Regions from separate parts of the Mus musculus genome. Here all the other regions are linked to region 1. The links are chromatin contacts, called in public HiChIP or PLAC-seq maps. All regions are on one chromosome and are shown on one strand. Each heading gives the region's core, a stretch centred on a gene start, on an enhancer-like site or on the middle of the called end of the contact. The rest is flanking DNA. Distances are from core to core; before and after follow the strand shown.

Evidence for each region. HiChIP or PLAC-seq counts read pairs in DNA pulled down with a chosen protein or histone mark.
Region 2: a contact with region 1 is called in an HNF4G HiChIP or PLAC-seq map of pancreatic cancer cells. The contact joins two enhancer-like sites. A contact is called at or near these places in 7 of 39 promoter capture datasets (3T3-L1-derived adipocytes, cranial neural crest, embryonic stem cells and 4 more), 10 of 484 Hi-C or Micro-C datasets (the AML12 cell line, B cells, the C10 cell line and 6 more), 5 of 115 datasets of contacts at active chromatin or transcription factors (bone marrow-derived dendritic cells, embryonic stem cells, large pre-B cells and 1 more) and 1 of 9 other capture datasets (embryonic stem cells).
Region 3: an HNF4G HiChIP or PLAC-seq map of pancreatic cancer cells shows a contact between it and region 1. The contact joins two enhancer-like sites. A contact is called at or near these places in 1 of 484 Hi-C or Micro-C datasets (cerebral cortex), 2 of 115 datasets of contacts at active chromatin or transcription factors (bone marrow-derived macrophages and pancreatic cancer cells) and 1 of 9 other capture datasets (embryonic stem cells).
Region 4: a FOXA1 HiChIP or PLAC-seq map of pancreatic cancer cells shows a contact between it and region 1. The contact joins two enhancer-like sites. A contact is called at or near these places in 4 of 39 promoter capture datasets (the 3T3-L1 cell line, liver and stem cell-derived epiblast-like cells) and 1 of 115 datasets of contacts at active chromatin or transcription factors (pancreatic cancer cells).
Region 5: a FOXA1 HiChIP or PLAC-seq map of pancreatic cancer cells shows a contact between it and region 1. The contact joins two enhancer-like sites. A contact is called at or near these places in 1 of 484 Hi-C or Micro-C datasets (nephron progenitors), 1 of 115 datasets of contacts at active chromatin or transcription factors (pancreatic cancer cells) and 1 of 9 other capture datasets (embryonic stem cells).

The regions. Positions count from the first base shown.
Region 1 is chr3:126,988,635-126,991,531 of GRCm38.p6, reverse strand. All of the region lies in intron 22 of Ank2 (ankyrin 2, brain), which reads left to right. Among named protein-coding and RNA genes, the nearest start is that of Gm25501, 15 kb to the left of the region's middle. Within about 2 kb of position 1,386, at least 10 of the 459 cell types and tissues checked have an H3K27ac peak or open chromatin away from gene starts, as enhancers often do. A contact at or near this core is called in pancreatic cancer cells, where this site is marked.
Region 2 is chr3:126,569,318-126,572,214 of GRCm38.p6, reverse strand. No RefSeq gene overlaps it. Among named protein-coding and RNA genes, the nearest start is that of Camk2d, 26 kb to the left of the region's middle. Within about 2 kb of position 1,429, at least 29 of the 459 cell types and tissues checked have an H3K27ac peak or open chromatin away from gene starts, as enhancers often do. A contact at or near this core is called in pancreatic cancer cells, where this site is marked.
Region 3 is chr3:126,610,472-126,613,368 of GRCm38.p6, reverse strand. The region is part of intron 2 of Camk2d (calcium/calmodulin-dependent protein kinase II, delta); the gene reads right to left. Among named protein-coding and RNA genes, the nearest start is that of Camk2d, 15 kb to the right of the region's middle. Within about 2 kb of position 1,513, at least 122 of the 459 cell types and tissues checked have an H3K27ac peak or open chromatin away from gene starts, as enhancers often do. A contact at or near this core is called in pancreatic cancer cells, where this site is marked.
Region 4 is chr3:126,694,323-126,697,219 of GRCm38.p6, reverse strand. The region is part of intron 3 of Camk2d (calcium/calmodulin-dependent protein kinase II, delta); the gene reads right to left. Among named protein-coding and RNA genes, the nearest start is that of Gm15551, 27 kb to the right of the region's middle. Within about 2 kb of position 1,524, at least 200 of the 459 cell types and tissues checked have an H3K27ac peak or open chromatin away from gene starts, as enhancers often do. A contact at or near this core is called in pancreatic cancer cells, where this site is marked.
Region 5 is chr3:127,256,442-127,259,338 of GRCm38.p6, reverse strand. All of the region lies in intron 1 of Ank2 (ankyrin 2, brain), which reads left to right. Among named protein-coding and RNA genes, the nearest start is that of Gm16958, 97 kb to the right of the region's middle. Within about 2 kb of position 1,543, at least 227 of the 459 cell types and tissues checked have an H3K27ac peak or open chromatin away from gene starts, as enhancers often do. A contact at or near this core is called in pancreatic cancer cells, where this site is marked.

The DNA.
Region 1 (2,897 bases), core at 137-2,636:
ATATTTTAAAACTGCTTTTCATAATTCTAATGGACAGCTAGAGATTAAGTCTATAATATACAGTTTATAATTTAATTGAGCTAAAATTATAGCTCAAATTTGAAATGCTCAACTAATAATAAATAAAATACTGCATTATAGAAGCCCGTTACATTTGTTCACCTCATAGATGCTTATCTGCTGTTTAATCTTGGTGATATCATTGGGCCTTGGATTTCTCTTTCTTACAGCATTGATTTAGTTTGCTTTCATTAAGTCAATACCTGTGGTCTTATGTAAACATGCCAAGAGTCATAGGCAGGCTGGACTTGCTAACATGAGCTTCAATTGTGCCTTTACCTATACACCATGAGATTCTCTGACCTTTTACTTTCTGCATTGTCTTTAAACAAAGATTCCACTCAAAGAAAACCTGTTTTGTCACTCTAAAAATATATTTTAACATAATTTTATCACACCAAATATCAAATTATATATATAATATATATATGTATATAAAATTTCAGAAATGACTATCTCTGAAATGACTCCCACTCTTCTTTGAGAGACTGAGCCATACATTGTTGTGTGTGTATACGTACATAGAATTAAATAAAGTTATTGGGGGTATATCAGGAAGTATTTCTCTGTGTAAATCATATCTAATAGTCTAAGGAAAGGTTTATGATAGAGAAAGGAATATGTACAAAATGTCCAGAGCATAAGAGGCAGAACCCACGATGACAGAGAAACAAACCATCCAGCATGTGGGTAGCAGGGACTGGGAAGTAAGGCTTGCCTACCTGCCTGTCCCTGTTTGCTACCTCACAATAGGTCATCTAAGACATTTTTCTTAGTGTTGTTCTGAAAACAAAAGAAAGCACATTTGCTATTAAAAAAAAAGTTGGGGCTGGAGAGATGGCTCAGTGGTTAAAAGCACTGGCTGCTCTTCCAAAGGTCCTGAGTTCAAAAGGTCCCAGCAACCACATGGTGGTTCACACCCATCTGTATTGGGATCCAGTGCCCTCTTCTGGTGTGCATGAAGACAGCATACTCATATACATTAGATAAGTAAATATTTTTTTAATCTTCTTTTTGTTTTTTTTTTTTTTAATCTTTTTTTGTTTGATTGTTTTTGTTTTTCGAGACAGGGTTTCTCTGTATAGCCCTGGCTGTCCTGGAACTCACTACGTAGAGCAGGCTGCCCTTGAACTCAGAAACCTACCTGCCTCTGCTTCTGCCTCCCAAGTGCTGGAATCAAAGGTGTGCGGCACCACTGCCAGGCCAGATAATTTTTTTTTTAAAAGAACAGTTGGCAAAAGACTTGCGCCTCACCACTTCTGATTGACTCAGTCCTGTTGTTCTTGGCCCATGTCTCTTGTATCCCTTCATAGTCTCTTGGCAATCTGTTGGCCTTTTCTGATTTGGCAACAACCCAGTGACTGAGTCATTGTCCTCACTGAAACAAGTTTTTAGTACCTGTAGAACAAAGCACAGACGTCTACACAACACACTCCACACACTCTGGTGCTTTACTGCTTCATTCTCCTCTTTGTCAAGAGTTTATTCTTTTCATGTTCTCCTAACTGTCAACTGGTGCACTACATTTACTGGTGCACTTTAAATTACACATTTGACTATATTCAAGTATATTCAAGTTATTCAAGTATAACTCGAAGAGCTTTATTTATATTTAAAGCTGTGAGGTTTCTTTTTGTATAGAGGAGTCTCACTTTTAAAATTGGCACAATGGTGCATATTCTTGGTGTGCAATGTGATAATTTGAGATGTGTATACATTGGGAAAATGGCTAAATCTGCCAATTTGTTTATTGTCACATTGTACACTCATCATTTGTGGGTGGATGTGCAGAGAGTACCTACAATGTCTTGGAAAATTTCAAGTATACTAGGACTAAGGACATAGCTCAGTTAGTACAGGGTTTTCTTAATATGTGTAAGGCCCTGGGGTCCATCCCAAATGCTTCTTCATACAAGTTATCCTGGTGCACATGTGGAATCCAGGCTCTTGAGAAGTGGAGATAGAAGGGTCGGAGTTACAGGGTTGTCCTTGCACATAGCAAGTTTTTGGGTTGGAGGCCAGTCTGAGATATATGGCACTCTCAGAAAAATGATGGAGAAAAGACCTTTTCAAGTGTATAGTACACCGTGGTATTATCTGAGCAGTGTGGAGTGTCATGCATTACACTTCTCATTTGATTGATATTCTGTATCCATTGAATACCAGCCCACACCTCTCTTGCCTGCGCTCAACCCCTGGTAACCATGATTCTGCTATCTGTTTCTATGATTTGGACTTTTAAACAATTTCTCCAAGTAGTGAAGTCACATGATATTTGTCTCTTTGTACCAGGCCTTTTTTTCCCCCCATTTTGAAATCCCTGTGTTGTGTTTGGCATATAACGATTATGGAATTCCTTGCTGTACAAGTGACTAACAACTTCTGAGGCCCGTCATTCTGAAGATGAATATAGTTTTCAATTACAATGACCAGTTACTCTAGATGATGTTTGTTAACTTCTAGCCTATTCTGAGGACTGCTCTCAATGCTCCTGTATTAGCATTCATAACTACTTTATGGAACATTAGTCTGTGGTTTTCAACAAGGAAACTGAGGCATAGCCAAGTTAAAGGACTTGCTGAGGCCTTCCAGCTCGTGAGATGAGTCTACAACTGGAAGCCATGAAGCCAGAGGACCCTGATCTCTATGCTCCTTATCCCACATCAGGGATGAAATGCTTTGCTGTTGGTCACTCAGGAGAGCACTGTAGAAAGCCAATAAGCAATAAACTATAACCATAGACTGTGAACACTATACCGATGACTTATTCTCTATCGCTGGTCCTCGAACATCTGCGGACATGTGTTCCATATAATTTACATAGCCTACCTTGTTTA
Region 2 (2,897 bases), core at 180-2,679, 420 kb after region 1:
ACCTATTCCTGGAGGCAGAGACAGCAAAAAATGACTTAAGAGTCCCTGGCTCTAACAAGGTGGTAGGTGAGAAACAACACTCTTACTTTTATATGCATATCATAGCTCAAGTGTGCCAGTGCAAACAAATGCCCATTATATATGTATACCCACACACGCAATTAGAGGTAACAAATGTAGAAGAAAAATATTCCAAAGGAAAGGAATGATGGATGAAAGCATAATTTTAGCCATTGTTTTTGACAAGGTATTATTCATGGGTAAGTCTATTAAGCATAATTATGTAAATGATCCCCAAAGTATAAATAGTCTTTGGCAATGTTTAACCACTCATATGTGGGGACCAGTTAAGAGTGGTTTGGATTTTACCAGAACTTCTATTTTTGCCATGGAATAATAATTAAGAAAGGTGAAAGGGAATTATAACATCTGGGCAAAGTTGGGGTAAGTATGTTCAAAATACACTGTACATGTATGAATATTCAGAGAAGAAATCAACAGTACTAAAAACAGTTATATAGTAGAAGTATAGAGCAACATAGGTATGGTGACACATAGAGACATAGGGTTGATAAGCTTAATGAGCCAGTGAACCAAATGTCATATTGGAACAAGTAGGCTTAAAGAAGTAGAGATGGCAGAATGAAATGTTTGGAATCAAAACTCAGAGATAGTACAGGGTGTGACCTGGTATGACATGAGTGGGTCATGGAGAGCAATATGGATAAAACCACAGACACTGTGGAGACAAAGGGATTTGGAAAGTGACATCTTAGGTCACATGGTTGTATTTGGAAGCTGATAGACTGACAATACAAAAGGCACAAGAGAGTGAGGGGGCATTGTAGATCTTGCAGCTCTTTCTCCAGCAGCATGTCTGCCTGGACACTGCCACTCTCCCTACCATGACCATAATGGATTAAAGTTTTGAAACTGTAAGCCATCCCTGATTAAATATTTTCCTTTGTAAGAGTTACCCTGGTTTATGGGGTCTCTTCACAGCAATGCAAACCCTAAGACAGAAGTGGAGAGAAGAATGGGGGTCAACATATGTGAAACTGAGTTCCTTGAGAAACTAGGTTTCTGATGATGCTACCCGTGAGCCGGTATTGAAGCACTGTGAGTTTTGCTTTGGAAATCACAGAACACTCTTGTGCAGTGGTCTAGTGTAGTTGATCACTCCTGCAGCTGGAGCTAGAGTAGCAGGGAGGAGGTGGTCTCAACCTTGAGATGTCAGAACAAAGGAAGTGTAGAAGTCTCAGTCTCAGTGTAAATAGCTAGAGAATGACTGTTACCCAGCAACCTCTCCTTTCTATCAAGAGCCTTTTCAGTGATGCTGGTAATTGGAAAATCTCCCACAGAAGATTTTGATTACTCATCTTTGGTGAGTAACTGAACCAATACCACATCAGCTATATGAGCGTCATTGCTAGTTGTTGACAACTTCTGATGAGTAAGCATTGTGGTATGTATGTAAACTGGCCACATAGTTGCTATCTTAAATTTTGCTCTTGTTTCCATTCCAAAAGACATGAGTGCCATTGAAACTGTAGAATATATGAAGAAAACATATTTTATTAATTCTATTGTATTCATTATTTATTTGTTTTTATTTTATGTGTATGGGTAGTTTTACTGCTTGTATGTCTGTGTACCATGTGCATAGAGTTCCTGCAGAGGCCAAAACAAGCTGTCATATCCCCGGAATTAGGATTATAGTTGATTGTGAATCACCATGTTAGCACTAGGAAATGAACCCTGGTCCTTAGGAAGAGCAACAAGTTAATCACTGAGCCATCTCGCCCATATTATTTTTTAAAATAACTATTAAAACAAAGATGTCTTTCTTTAATTAAAGAGAAAAAAGGGCTTAGATATGGTCCAATTGTATTTTGGGTTGTAGACAAAATATGGAAAGTATACTGTTTAATTATAAACTTGTTTATGAATAGGCAAATGACTGTAAATGCTAATTCTACACAATCAGAAATAAATATGCAAATGCCTTTAAGTGTCATGACGTTTACAGAAAATTTGAAATAAGCAGTCAAGTTAGAAGCTCGACTCTGCCTTTATGTACTTAAAGTTATAACACTTTTTTTTCCATGAGACAAACTAAGTTCATGTGCTTTTAACTTGGCAACAATCTCCTTACCTAGAGAAAGATGCCATGGACGAGCAAAGGCCATGCTAAATTCACCTGAAGCAAAACCCTAGAGGATCACCAATCTCACCCATCTTTTCTCATCTGCAGAGGGGATCATACCAAGCTCTTTCCCTATACAGGGTCTGGTAGTCAGCTCTTTGACCTTCTGGAGGAAGAAAACATGTGCAAATCTTCAAGTCCTAGAAACAACAAAGAATTCTACTTGTTTATCTCCCAGAACATTGGCGGGAGTATCGTGTTCAGTCCTGACAAACAAAGGCATCCTAAAGAGTGATGAAAGTACTCAGCGCCTAGCATCAGTCATGTGACAGTACAATGGTTGTCGCTGGGCTACAAGTAGAAATAACAGCAGCCGCAGCATGTTCGTGGAATTAGAAATGTTTCTAGGCTTTATATAGAATAAATAAATATACAGTTTTATTTAATGAACTCGATTGAAGTGTCCAGTTAAGCAAAATGATTCAATGATATGACTAAAGCCCATAAAACAATGTTTTGAATTCCATAGCTCGATGGTCCTCATTCGGATAGTCAGAAAAATGGTAAATCTTCACTCCATTTGTAACTACATAAGCATCTTGGGGTTTGCAGAAAAACAGGGCAGTGGTAGGTTGATTATAAATTAAGTGGCTCTCCGAGAGGCCAGGCTGATCAAATTAGTATTTAAGTATGTGGGTAAGAATGTCTAAAAGAACTGTAGTTACTGCTCATTGCCTAATCTGCTCAAACT
Region 3 (2,897 bases), core at 264-2,763, 380 kb after region 1:
CATCTCTATTTGCCATTGAAGAATTACAGGCATTTAGGATTATCACAGTGGGGGAACTACGCAGACAGCAGACACTAGTTGTCTGCCAGTGTGAAGCATTACAAATGTTTTTCCTTCAAACAAAATTAAGTAAGATTAAGTCAAATTTCCCTCTCCTTTTTCCTGAGCATATAAGATATACATAGAGAGCAATAGGCAAAGTTAACACTAAGAAAATTATTTCCAAAACTTATTTCCAAAATTAGATGCAAGTGGGTCTTGATTCTACTTATGTTTGGAGGACAGGGTTGGGCATGGGCAATCAAATGCTACTTGCGGAAATAGAATTTCTCTAATCCTTCCAGGAGCTGTGTCAATTTTGACTCACTGTCCTTTAAGTTGACAGATGGCCTTCTGCTCTGTTCCCAAAGCTCTTTCCTCACACTGCATTGCCTCACCCTGACTTGATACAAGGGTTTAAGCCTAGTCTGACCTTCTTATGCCTTATTTGGCTAACAAGGGAGGCCTGCTTTTTATTCTGAAGGAAAAGAGAGAAGTGGAGCTGGGAGAGAAAAGGAGGAGGAAGAGGAAGAGGAAGAGGAGGAGGCTGGGAGAAGTTGGGGTTGGGTGAAGAAAAACTTCGGACAGATGTATTTATTGAAAACCAAAAACGAAAGGAAAAAAAAGTCAAATTACTATGAATTACATATTTGCATTGAATAAAACAGTGATCTTTCTTTCTCCTTTAAGTGCAACCATGAAAACCTTAATATGAATAAAAGTCAAAGCTCTTACATATTTTTTTTTTACGATTTTTAAAAACAGAGGAAAATTTACATGGCTAAGCCAACCTACAGAGATTAAATGTTTAAACTAAAGTTACCTAAGGGAATGAATGATTTTTTTCATTATTTAAGTGATTCAACACTGTGGAATAAACTGTGTAACTCTCAGTTTCTTAAAAAGAGAGAGAGAAGAAGGCAGCAGTTGAGTGCAGTATGCACAGATGTGACATTAAAGGCTCTGGGTCCCTAAACATGTATTAGCAAAACTACAGGAAAACAGACTCTGCAAAACATTTATTCCTCTACGTAACTGTACAGACCAGTGCTAGTCTTTTAGACACAAGAATCTGGTGTTGAGTGGCATCCTATTGGTTAGATGTCCTAGTCACTTTTGGCTTTAAGTAGACCCCTCCAATAATTTTCACAACAGTCACAACATACACTGCAATCTCCAGTAACACTCCATAACACTTGACTTTAAAAAAAATACTCTAATTATTTTTAACACTCCATAACACTTGACTTTAAAAAGAAATACTCTATTTTCAAGTCCTTTGTTTTTTACTTAGTGGCTCTTATGGGGTTTGTATTTTGCCCCAAGGCTACATAAAACAGAATGAGGGGTTGATAAGCAGTTTGCTGTGGCTCTCTTATCAGCTGTTTACCCCTAATGACTCAGGGCTATAAATCTCGGGATCAACCTTCCTTCCTTCCTTCCTTCCTTCGTTCCCACAGAGCCTGCCACTTCATGATTCACTCTCAGAGGGTGAAAAGAATTCCAACTCCCTTCATCGGGCTCTGCAGGCTTTCATGACCACCAAACCATTCACTGGCACTTTCTGATTTGATTGTTCCTCACGAGTAGTTTCTCGTAATGTCCTATCTGTTGGTGTCCTATCTGTCTATTCAACATTGCTTATTTTCAAAACCCAGTGCAAACACCGGCTCCTTGGAGACGTCTCCCTGACCTCTCCATAGAGCTCAGAACCCAGAGCTCAGTACCAGCAGCCCCAGTGCTAATTCAGTTTCCTCTGGGTCCGTTCACCTTGAGAGGAAAGACTTTGCCTCTCCCTCTTTAGTTATCTGTCAGAGGGAGGGGGCTTGGCAAGGACAGTTTTTCTTTTTTCATTAAGATGAAATTGAAAGTTAGAATGTAGTTCTTCAAAATTCAATTTAGGTATCATACTGTAATTAAATGTCCTCAGTGGAAATGGACAAAGCCTCCAGGAAGCAACGTGACAAAGAATTCTGAAAACACTTAACTCTGTGTCTCAGGACTTCTCCTCCTAGGTGAATCCTACCTAAGACCCAGAAGTCTGAAACACTTTACAAAGGTGTGCTTTCAGTTCTATCTATTATCTTCCGCAGTAAAGGGCACAAGTTAACAGAAAGATGCATGCAACCCTATAAAATAACCAGCTGGTGTTCACTTCCTCGGCGAAGCAGGGTGCAGTTCTTCAGAGTTCAAAGGAATTTCCACAACACAGGGATGTGTTGTAATTTTAAGTAAAACTGGAGACCAAAATGTCCAGTTTGAAAGAGAGAAAGAGGGAGTGGGCAGCCAAGGAAGTAGGTAGGTTAGGGGGAAAGGCAGGGGCCAGCTGGGAGGGCTCAGCAGATTAGGGAACTTTCACACAAGCCTGACAACCTGACCTTTATCCAGAATTGCTGCCAGCTGTCCTCTAACCTCCATATACAGGCAAAGTCATTTGCCCACACGTAACACAAAATAAATAAATGAAAATAAAATTTTATAATAAAAAATTACGAACTTTGAAAAGAAATAAAGAAATGAAAAAAAAAGGTTATCAGTGCTTGCTTGGAAAGACATAAATATGTCCCTTTTTAGTTTTTCTGTACTTTTCTAAAGTCTAGATTAGTATAAGTATTGTATGCTATAATTCATTTTACATGCATCTATAAAAATTAAAAATCTCTCCCTGAAGTACTGTCAAAGTTTATAATTACATTTCATAATTTGTAGTTTATAAATTGAAAGTGTATAAATACATTTTAAAGTGAGCATGATGATGATGATGTGAGTTTGGCAGTATTGAACCGGGGCTAAGAGGCACGAAAGTGCTACCACACCCCATTAACAACCGTTGTGTAACAGAACAAGGGGAGACTACC
Region 4 (2,897 bases), core at 275-2,774, 290 kb after region 1:
ACTCACTTTTCAAGTCTAGAGGGACTGAGGAAGACTAGAACCAAGAAGGCCCCAGTGGACTTGGTACTACCCAGGAGGGGATGGAGTCACTCAGAGTACTTTCACTCAACAACAATGGGGGCCTGAGCTGAAGACAGACATTCGAGACAGGAAAGGCCTTGATACCCTATGGAATCAGAGAGTCCTGTCCAACACTCAGCTAGCAGTCTGTCTACTGTAGCCATGATCATCACCTGGTAGCAGCTACCGACATAGTTTTGACTTAGGGGCGATACTGTTGCTTCTTCTGGTCCTTGGAGATAGTCAAGACTCTAGAAAATATTTCACAGCTGACGCACATACCTAGTGCGGGCACTTCTTTTACAGGTTCCTGTGAACAGTCCAAGCTTCCCTCACAGGGCTGATGCTCCTGACACAGCTGGCACCCAACTTCAGTATTTTATGCAAATGAAAAGTAATGCTGTTACACAGAGCCCTGGGGGCCTTGTGCAGATGAGGAAGTCAGATCAAAATGTGAACTTCGGAGTCAAACAAACGTATTTGAATCTTGGTTCCACCCTCTGTAAACTAAGCAAGCTCAACCAAATTTAATTAACATCTCTGAGACTCACAGAGTCCCGATTTATATAGGCACAGGATCAGTTACTGACAGTGAACTGAGTTTTAAAAAATGGAGATTTGGTTTCCTGAGACATAGAGTAGTCTGGAAAGTAATAAGATAATTATATGAAATATAAGATAATTATATGAAATGTTCAGAATCAATACGTTTCAGGTTATTACTATCTAAAAAAAATCTACCTATTTTTCTTAAAGCTTTCTTCTTCCAAACAGAATAAAGAACTGGAAGTTTGGTACTCTGTGTAATTATGAAACAGATATTTATAAAAATAAAATACTATCAAAATATCTAATAATTAGAATACTGCTATAAAATAAATACAATAAAGTTATTGCCACTTATTAAAATTATTACACCATCTGCCCTGTGATAAACCATGAGGCTTTCACAGTGATTGTTAAATTTTTTGGTTTGCAAAATAAATACTAGACTTGGGCTACAATATACCCATGAAATAAAAGTGATATGCTACACTTTAAAATTAAGGACAAGGAAATGAAAACACCTCAACAAAACTATAAATTACTTTAGACAGGTTTCTCATGAAGAAATGGAGGGGGGGGTCTCTCTATGCTGCACAACTCAAGGATGAGGAGTGAAGCAATCAAAGAACTATGAACATCCAGAAAAAGAGAAAACATTACAGAAAGATCAGTTATACCGTGGTTCCTCAGTTTATAATCGTCCCAATTAGTAGTAAAATATGTGACATTTCAACAGGAAGGGATTCCTGTGTCCTGGAGCATACGCGGCAAACAAGGCATTAAAGTCCAATAAGGGCAGAGGACAAAAGAACAGGGTCAGAGGAGCTGTCACGGATCCAGGTCATCCACAGAGCTGTTTGTGAAGCCATGCGTGGATGCCCAGGAGTCCAGCCTGCCAGCGTACAGAATGAATTGCCCAGAGCCTCAGCAGTCCATTTCCAGCCTGAGCTGAGACAGCAGTATCAATCACTAGCAGTAGGAAAGGGACTGGAGCGGTGACAGGCTCTTAGGCCAGGGAACTCTGCAGCACAAAGCAAGAACTGTTCCTTTTCTGGCAGCTCACTGTTGCGATCGATGCCTAAGCCAGCGAATGCGTGTGAGTCAGAGACTCTCATGCTCTGCAGTGACCCCAGCAGCCTCTCTTCCACTGACCATCATCTGGTTCTGGGCCTTGATGTGATTGGCTTATTTCTTTTATTAGGGTAATCTTTATGCCTGGTAAGAGTGGACATATTCAGAGCTGTCTGCCTCTCTGTCTCTCTGTCTCTCTCTCTGTGTCTCTCTCCCTGTCTCTCTCTCTCCTTCTCTATCTCTTTATTCTCACTCCCTCTCTCTGCAACTATACTGAACATCCTGGTAAACTGCAATGAGTTTTTAAACTGATTAAAGTCAGCTTCATAATTTAAAAAAAAAAAAGGTTCAAAGGATAATAGGAATTGCCTTATAAGAAATTTGCAGATGAAGATGGATATATTTTCTTCTCTACTCTACAAGCAAAAGCTTTTATTATGCCAGGGTATTTCACTCTGGCTCATGTCCACTGCTGTCATAATGGGTTTCTGTTATATAAAGAGGCAATCACTCAATGAGGGCTATTCTAAATCAGTTCCATTAGAGGGACAACTGGGGAACTCCAGGGATTTGGGGAAAGGTGGGAAAGGAGAGAGCCAAAAAGAAAACAAGACATCAACAACACAATCAAAAGAAACAGGAAGATACATAAATAAGTAAATGCGTCTTCTTGGTTTCTAGGCCGAGATGGAAGTGAGTCTTTCAAAGGATGACGAAGTTGGCCTTAGTGATGCACAGGCCAGAAACTTAAAATATGAGAAAAAGGTAGAGTCAAAATTATTTTAGTGATATTGTATATATATATAAATTCCACAATCCTCTGAAACAAATAGCCAACTTATACAAAAAAAGAATTATGCTGGGCATGGTGGCATAAACATTTAATCCCCACACATGGAGACGTAACCGATCCCTTTAAGTTCCAAATCAGCCTGAACCACAGAGCGAGTTTCAGGCCAGTTAGGGCCACAGAGTGAGAAGTGAGACCCTGTCTTACAAACTACAACGAAAACAAGAATAGAGGAAAGCCTGGAGTGGTTTAGCTAAGGTTACACACAAAATTCCAAAGCCACAGGTGACCAGGAGGTGGTAACTGAGACATAAAGAGACTGGAAACAGACATCTACGGTAAACCTGGGACAGAAAATCTAGTGCCCGGGCAACTGGGAGCACAGCTGAGAGCAAAGCCACTAGAAGACAAATAAACCTGAGCAACTAAG
Region 5 (2,897 bases), core at 294-2,793, 270 kb before region 1:
AAATAAATCAGGCAACACATAAAATACCTCGGGGTGGGGGGGGGAGGCGCGAATAAACTTGTGTTTGATGGTTGTGCAAATATAGTCAGTTCTCTTTTTTTTTCTCACATTAGTTTTTAAAATTGGCTTGAAAGAATAAAAATGAACTAGGAGGTAAGCTATTTATGAACACAGATTAGCAGTTATTTTGAGCATAAGAAGGCCATCTGTGTATGAAAAAGTTTTAATGATATTCAACACGATGTCAGTGCCTGATAGGATCTGACACACGGAATCTTCCTTTTGTTTGAGAGAGAGCGACAGAGATACCTTTTTTTGTTTGCTTGCTTGCTTGTTTGTTTGTTTTTTGTTATAGGACCTAAAGCACTCTAGGGCCCCCACCAGTCCAACAACTTGAATATGATCCCTAGGACCAACATTGTAAGAGAGAATCAACTCCTGCGAGTTGTCTTCTGACTTGCACATGCATGGATTGCGCATGTGCATTCCCATGCTTAACTCGTTAGTTTATGTTTGTGATTCTATATTTCTAGCGAGCATTTGTAACTATGCCTAAATGGGTGTGTTGATGGGTCTGCCCCTGACTAGTCGTAGACTCCTGCGGCATTCCTTACGCTGGGGTCCATGTACTGACACCCATCAGATGCTGCCCTGCAAGGGAAAGAAAGGGCACTAGCCTTGAGGTTCAGAAATGGGCGTAGGATTTGGTGTTTGGAATGACACAGGTGGCACCGAAATAGCTTTGAATGTCTTTGAATCCCATATTAAGACACATCCTATTTTTAGCATTTTATAACGTAAAATAATGTTTTTATCTGACTGTTATACGAAGTACTTTCTTCTCCTAAATCCTCGCAACTCTACTCGCCCATTTTGTACTTTTTTGTTAATATATTTTAATTAGCTTGAGTCAAAGAAGATCATACATTTTTGGTAGTTCTTAAATTATTTCGTTTTAATTTAATTTTTTTTCAGCACTGGGAGTTTAGTTGATCTCTCTCTCTCTCTCTCTCTCTCTCTCTCCCTCCCTCCCTCCCTCCCTGCGTGCGTGCGCGCGCGCGCGCGCGCGTGTGTGTGTGTGTGTGTGTGTGTGTGTGTGTTTGTGTGTGTGTGTGCATATGCTCGTGTGACTGCCTGTGCATATATAGAGGTCAGAGGACAACTTGTGTCGTCTTTTCTCTCGTTCTATCTTTTACATGGGATGTGGAGATCCAACTCAGGTCACCAGGCGCGTGCAGCTAGTGCGGAGCCATCTGGTCAGCGCTGAGAGGAGCTCTGATGGCTAAATTCATCTGAACTATGTTCCTTCAGAACAAGCAAGAATCTTAGTGGATTTCTTTGAGGAGTGGGGAGAATGGGGAAAAGTCCACTTGCCGAGCAGGGATTCAAAACCCGGATGCTGTACGGGGAAATTAGAGATTGCTCTTCCTTCTCCCCCCCCCCTGGATTTTGCAAGTTTTTATTGGAGGTGGAGCTCCAGGCCAATACTTTACAGCGCAGGCGGCGTTTTCTCAGGAATGCAGTGGGGCCTGGTGCCTGCGCCCCGCCCAGGACAGAGCAGCTGTTTCTGCTGAATGCTTGGAATGCGAGAGGCTGCGAGTAAGGAGAGCAGAGGGCATTGTTTCACCTCCCTAAGCCCGGGTGAAAAGAGTCTTTTGTACACAGGAGCAGTTCAGCGTGGAACAGCATTTCTTCCCCTGGGCAGCTTCCAATCCTTCAGCTGGGAACGCAGTGTGAGTGGTTTCCCGGCTTTCTGATAGCACATGGTTTAATCTGCTATCCCACAAACACGGAACCAGAGCCCTCCAGAGTCAAACAGGGTGAAGGTACCGTTTCCAGCATCTCTTCAGAGGAGAAGATAGACAGCAATGCCATGTGGAAAAAATTTGGGCATAGCAAGTTGGGAGTGGCTAAGCCACTTAAGGACTCTGGGGGTTTAAGAGTCTCTGCTCTAACCTTGGCCAATAGATTTTTTTTTTTTTTTTTTTTTTTTTTTTTGGTTTGGTTTTTTGAGACAGGGTTTCTCTATATAGCCCTGGCTGTCCTGGAACTCACTTTGTAGACCAGGCTGGCCTCGAACTCAGAAATCCGCCTGCCTCTGCCTCCCAAGTGCTGGGATTAAAGGCGTGCGCCACCACGCCCAGTTTATAACTCAGATTTTTATCAATGGCATATGAACAATGGAACTGACTTCATGGCGTCATTAATACATTGTAACAAAAAGATTTATGGGGGGAACAGTGTTTGGTCTTTGGTAAGCACTGGATCTGTGGTAGCTATTTTTATGTTTTGTTCTAAAACACTCTGTAAATGGTTGGTGTGCCGAATGAGACCTGCTATCAAATAGTCTTTGTTTCAAAGTGTACTAGGATGGGGTTAAAGATCTGGCTCCAGTGCTGTGGGCTGGCCTAGTGAACACAGAGCTGAACAAAGCAGGAAGGTCAGGAGTTCAAGTTCATCTTCAGCTACTTAACCACCTTGAGGCAAACCCCCGATACACAACACCCAATGTATCATTAATTAAGTACTACCAGAATCCAAGTCTGACTAGATGCTGGCCAGCTCTTACCAAACATTTGAGTGATTTTAGTTAACTTTTCTTGCTTTCATGTGGCAGATGGGGCAATGGTGGTATTGATGACCCACTAGCTGCATGCCTGGAGCTACAGGCTGGACCTTGTTCTTGGGGCTTCTTGAGCCTCAGTTGCTCAAAACTCTCCCACCTTAAGTGAGAGGAGCGATTATATCTTACAGTGTAGGAAACACGTGCTGAGAAGAATTGGACCCTGTTCATTTAAAAGGTACCCACCGAGTGCCTTGTACACCAGAGGTATAGCTTGAACCACACAGACAGAATTTCCTGTCCTTATGGCTTTCTGTAACGTTAGGGAATAGGA